Linked DNA regions of Sus scrofa: region 2 is linked to region 1. The links are chromatin contacts, called in public Hi-C maps. All regions are on one chromosome and are shown on one strand. The core of a region is the stretch at or near the end of the contact, and the rest is flanking DNA. Distances in the headings are between cores, read along the strand shown. Region 1 holds the start of STAU1 (double-stranded RNA-binding protein Staufen homolog 1). Region 2 holds the start of LOC100524118 (somatomedin-B and thrombospondin type-1 domain-containing protein-like).

Evidence for each region. A called contact is a pair of places that touch in the nucleus more often than the background predicts.
Region 2: a contact with region 1 is called in a Hi-C map of skeletal muscle, with 4 times the contacts expected there. The contact joins the promoter of LOC100524118 here to the promoter of STAU1 in region 1. A contact is called at or near these places in 3 of 47 Hi-C or Micro-C datasets (blood, fetal skeletal muscle and skeletal muscle).

The regions. Positions count from the first base shown.
Region 1 is chr17:50,901,724-50,904,423 of Sscrofa11.1, reverse strand. It overlaps STAU1 (double-stranded RNA-binding protein Staufen homolog 1), which reads left to right and starts at 1,269. Exons shown (of 13, transcript XR_002339895.1): 1 at 1,269-1,400. It overlaps DDX27 (probable ATP-dependent RNA helicase DDX27), which reads right to left and starts at 1,177. Exons shown (of 21, transcript XM_021077494.1): 1 at 1,013-1,177; 2 at 350-496. The coding sequence starts at 1,105.
Region 2 is chr17:51,002,969-51,005,668 of Sscrofa11.1, reverse strand. It overlaps LOC100524118 (somatomedin-B and thrombospondin type-1 domain-containing protein-like), which reads right to left and starts at 1,382. Exons shown (of 3, transcript XM_021077519.1): 1 at 1-1,382. All of the region lies in intron 2 of LOC106506050 (a long non-coding RNA gene), which reads left to right.

The DNA.
Region 1 (2,700 bases), core at 20-2,519:
TTGTATTCACTGCGCCACGATGGGAACTCCTAAGTCAAGCGATTTATGAGTTATATTGAATATTCTTAAACCAATGGACTCTGAAACCCACTGTCCAACCTTAACAGCCCATGGCCTAGAACTGCCTATCACTTCTTGTTTTTCTTTTTATGGCTTCACCCTCAACATATGGAAATTCCCAGGCCAGGGACTGAATCCGAGCTACAGCTATGGCAGCGACCTATGTATGTATGCCTCACGTGCAGCAAGGCCAGATCCATTAACCACTGCACCAGGCAGGGATCACCAGCACCGCCAGAGACAAGCCAGATCATTAACCCATGCACCACAGTGGGAACTCAAGTCTCACCTTCTTCTTGAGCTGGCTCATGACATCAGCCATGGCCCAGCTGCCATCATACATCCCCTCCTTCTCAGTGAAAACAAAGTCGGGGTTGAAATCAGCACTGCGATTCTTCTGCAAGGCTTTCTGCTTTCTACCCAGCACAATGGGCCCCTGGGAAGAGGGAAAAGCAGGATGACTATGGGACCAAGAACAAAGAACACTAGAAAAAGAAGGAAAGGCGGGTACCCAATAAGGGAACAGAAATATACAAGGCAGAAACTGACAGGTGACAAGAAACAGATGAAGCTACCATTTTCATGGGAGATTTTAACACAGCTCAGCAACGGATAGATCAAGCAGACAAAAAATGAATAAGCACGTAGCAAATTTGGACAGCACAATTAATAAGCTTCATTCCAATGACATACAGTGTCTGGATTATTCAGTGAATGGCTACTGAGTTTAACAAGGCACACGGAATGGCAGGGGCACAAGCTTAGAGGCGAGGAAGAGCTAGTAGCAAGCAAACAGGAAAATCTGGGGATTCAGGTGAGACCAAGGGACACCTGCCGGCTTGGCAGGAGATGCTGAGGACTCGGGGGCAGTGACTTGAGGCATCACAGGGAAGGGAAGCAGTCAAGGACACCGAATGCACGCCACCGCCCTCCCACCTCGATCGGCTCATACCTCCTCCTCCTCGTCTTCGGAGTCCGTCTCTGGCTCCACTGGCACCTCGTCATCTTCGCCTATCGTCCCGATTAAACCCAGCTCCGCAAGCATGTTGCCGAAACAGCCACTTCCGGAAGCCGGCCCGGCGCGTTGTCTGGCTCTCAAATTTCCGCGACTTCCGCATCGTCACCGCGCGTGTCCTTACGTCACTTCCGTTTGGAGGCCGTCCCCGCAGCGCCTGCTTTCCTGAAGGCTTGCAGTGCGCCTGCGGCAACCTGCGGCGTTGTTTCGTGTGACGAAATCAAGGGGCGGGGTTGTTTTTATACAAATTCCATTATTTTGGCGCTCCCAAAACGCTGGGACAGTCGGAAGAGTGCAGGTGGTGCGGAGAAGAAAGTTTAAAGAGGTGCGTGGATAAGCTCCGTATATTTATGCCCATAAAATTGTGGAAGAAAATACAATAAATGTTTGGTAGAGGTTGTCTCTGAGTGGTAATTATGTTATTTTTATTTTTGTCTTAGATTTTTCCACAATGAACATTTATTTTCATAAGAACAAAAAAAGACAAAAGTAAAAATAACTAATGCTTATATAACATTTACTCTGCGCCAGGTGTTGCAAAATGCTTTTGTTGTTGGCTGCAGCGTGCAGCGGCTTGATGTGGGATCTCAGTTCGCAGACCAGTAGCAGTGAAGCTCTGAGTCCTGACTGCTGTACCACCAGGGAACTCCCGATATATTAACTGATTTAATTCTCACGCAGTCCTAGCAGAAAGTATCAGTACTCTCATCATTTTATAGATGAAGAAAGTGAGGCACAGAAAGGTTCCCAAGGTCCCAGAGCCAGTTAATTACAGAGCCAAGATGATAACTGAGACCATGGCTCCAGAGTCCTTAGGAAAGTAGGTCTCACAGCTTATCAGGAACTTTTCCTCTCTTTTCTCCTTGTGGAAAAACAGATTCTTAAAGTTCCCTAAACACCACCTCCTACATGAAGTCTTCCTGGTCTACCCATCTTCCTTCATAGCTGTTAGCTCCTTCCATGTCAGTACTTCCTTTTTGCAACTGAGTTGCAGTTTGTGCCACACAAGTAGATTAAGTTGATTTTGTGTGTGTGTGTGCCATTTTAACTATTTTTAAGCATGCAGTTCATTGTCATTAACTACATTCACAATGTTGCGCAACCATCACTGCTGTATGTTTCCAAAACTTTTTCATGAGTGCAAGCAGAAACCCTGTTAACTATTAAGCAATAACTCCCCATTCTTCTTTCTCCCCATTCCTTGGTAACCCCTAACTTACTTTCCGTCTCTATGGATTTGCCTGTTCTAGATATTTCATGTCAGCTGAATTTTACAGTATATGTCCTTTTGTGTCTGGCTTATACTTAGCATAGTGTTTTCAAAGTTCATCCATGTTGTATGTGTCAGAAATTCATTATGGCTGATTAATGTTCTGTTGCATGGATATACCACATTTTGTTTATCCATTCATCCGTCAATAAACACTTGGGGAGTTCCCGTTGCAGCTCAGCGATAATGAACCCAACTAGTATCCACAAGGATCAGGGTTCAATCCCTGGCCCCGCTCAGTGGGTTAAGGATCTGGTGTTGCCGAGAGTTTCAGTATAGGTTGAAGATGTGGCTCAGAGCCTGAGACATGGGTCAGATGCTGTGGCTGCGACCTGCATCTGCAGCTCCAATTCGA
Region 2 (2,700 bases), core at 133-2,632, 100 kb before region 1:
GCCTCAGTTTCTTCCATTGTCAAATGGGTATAAGAACAGTATTCACCTGACGGAGTGGCCTTGAGGCTTCAACCCGATGTGACATATAAAGCGTAATTGCCCATGCGCATAGTAGGTGCTCAGTAAACACTAGCTATTCCTCTGCAGCAGTGAAACCACAGCTCCACTAGCAACAATGGGGATGGAAAGAAGCCTCTTGCAGAAGCTATTTCTGGTGTGATACTATTTAGCACAGTTTTAAAGACTGCAAAAAGTGCTATACAGTGTTTAAGAATTAGGACAGGTAATATACATTATATATATGATACTATATACATATGTATCATATATATTGTCTATATACCTAAGTGTATATCTGTATGTATATGTATGCACGTACCCATGTCAATCTTCAGTCTTTGCGAGTTCACCTATTTGCTAAAATTGATTTGTAACCCCCAAACCAACATTTGAGGCACTTCTGCAGTCATGTGCAGACATATGCAAAACAATAACAATTTTGAGTCATCCGACATGCATGTTCACAGCTAAGGTCAAACAAGGCCCCATCTGCCTTGCTGGAGGGAGGCGGCCGGTGGCAGCGTGGTTCAGTTCAAGGATCCTGGGCTCCGGGACCAGGAGGACTGGCTTTGAATTCTAACTCTGGCACCTGTTAGTGGGGCAGCCCCAGGCCAGTCACTTAACGTCTCCAAATCTTATTTTTCTCCTCTGGGTGATTTCTTTTTCTGGCCAAGCCTGTGGCATGCAGAAATTCCCGGCTAGGGATCAAACCCGAGCCAAGCAGTGACAACACTGGATCCTTAATCTCTAGGCCATCAGGGAACTCCTCATTTTTCTCTTTTGTAAAATAAAATAGAATCTACCAGAATGAGGTGTTTTTAGGATTTAAGATTATACTCTATGCGAGATATGTTTGCATATATGTCCCCGAGGAGCAACGGAGCAATGGCTCAGTATTTGTCAATTCGGTATTCATGAGTTTAACTACCATAAATCGTGAGAACTGACTGTACATATTTTATAGATGTTGAATATATATATATATATGTATATATATCAGCAGAAGTTATAAATACCAAATTCAGCACGGCAGTTAAATCTGAGGAGAAAGGAAAAGCATGCAGAAGCCCCAGTGGTATCCATTAAGACTCATTTCTTCGCTTTTCATGTTACATTATTGTTGTGCTGATCTCTCTACATTGGGGTATGTCTAAAATATTTCATCTTAATAAAAGAGGGTGGGGGGCTCCACATCCATGAGGTGCTCCCCGTGCCCACCATATTCAGGGGCCCAGTGAATAGGTACTTTCTGATGATGCAGCCTTTTTTTTAGGGCCGCACCCGCCACATATGGAAGTTTCCAGGTTAGGGGTCAAATCAGAGCTATAGCCACCAGCCTACACCGCAGCAACGCCAGATCCGAGCCGAGTCTGCAACCTACACCACAGCTCACGGCAACGCCGGATCCTTAACCCACTGAGCGAGGCCAGGGATCGAACCTGAGTCCTCATGGTTACTAGTCAGATTGATTTCCGCTGCGCCACGACGGGCACTCCCTGAGGATGTGGCCTTTGAGACCTCCAGCTTCTTCCTCCAAGTCCACTGTCCCAGGACAGATGCGAAGCTCTGAGAAGATAGTAAATGCGCAATAGTGCAGGGATCTCTGTACACTTACTCGGCAACGACTCAGGGCCTATACTTTGTGCGAAGCGCTGCCCCGGGTGATGGGATTACAGGGGAGCAAAGTAGGAAAGGCCCTTGCCCTGGAGGAGCTGACATTCTCGGTGGGGAAGACAAGAAACAATACAATAGATGATGTGATTTCAACTAGTGATCCATGCTCTGAGAAAATCCAAAGCAGGATAAGAGTGGCAGGGGTAGGGTGACAGGAAACTGTTTTAGAGGGGATGGGGTGGGGGGGGTGGCTCTGTGACAAAGGACATCTGAGGAGGCAAAGGGGAGGTGTGTATGTATCTGATGGGGACATGTTCCAGGCAGAGGGAACAGGCCTGGGGGCAGGGTCCAGGTTAGATGCTGGAGGGACAGTGAGGAGGCCAGTGTGGCTAGAGCATACAAAGCAGGAAGGAAAGTGGCAGGAGGTGACATCAGAGAGAAAGAAGCCAGCAGTGATGGGATTCAGAGCCTTGATGACTATTGTAAGGAAGCTGGATTTTATTCTAAGCACGAAAAAAAGCCACTACCAGGTTCTGAGCAGAGAAGTGACATCATCACATTTAAGGTTTTAACCAGATGTTTGTAGCCACTGGGTGGAGGTCAGGGTAGGAGCAGGGAAACCAGCAAGACAGCTACTGCAGCTGTCCATGCAAAGAGTATAATCTGCAATAGAAAAACCTAGGAAAAGTGAGTTTTGTGTCAAAGGAAGTGTTCGTAGAGTGGCTGGATAACCAGGCAGGGAGGCTGCAGACCAGATCCAGGCACTGGCCGGGAAGCTGGGCCAAGGGGAAGCACCAAAGTCCTGCCGTATCCTCCACCAGGCAGATGAGAGATTCTGCAGAAAATTAGGCAGATGGCACCCTAAACATATTCGTTCCAGGCCGCTGGCATCTGTGATGTCACCAAGCAGCATGCACAGCTGACACCCCCAGGAACTGTCATCACACCTCACCTAGACCTAGGGTGGCAATATTCGCACACCCACATGATTATTCATATCCTGCCAGCCTCCTCAACTAGAATGTC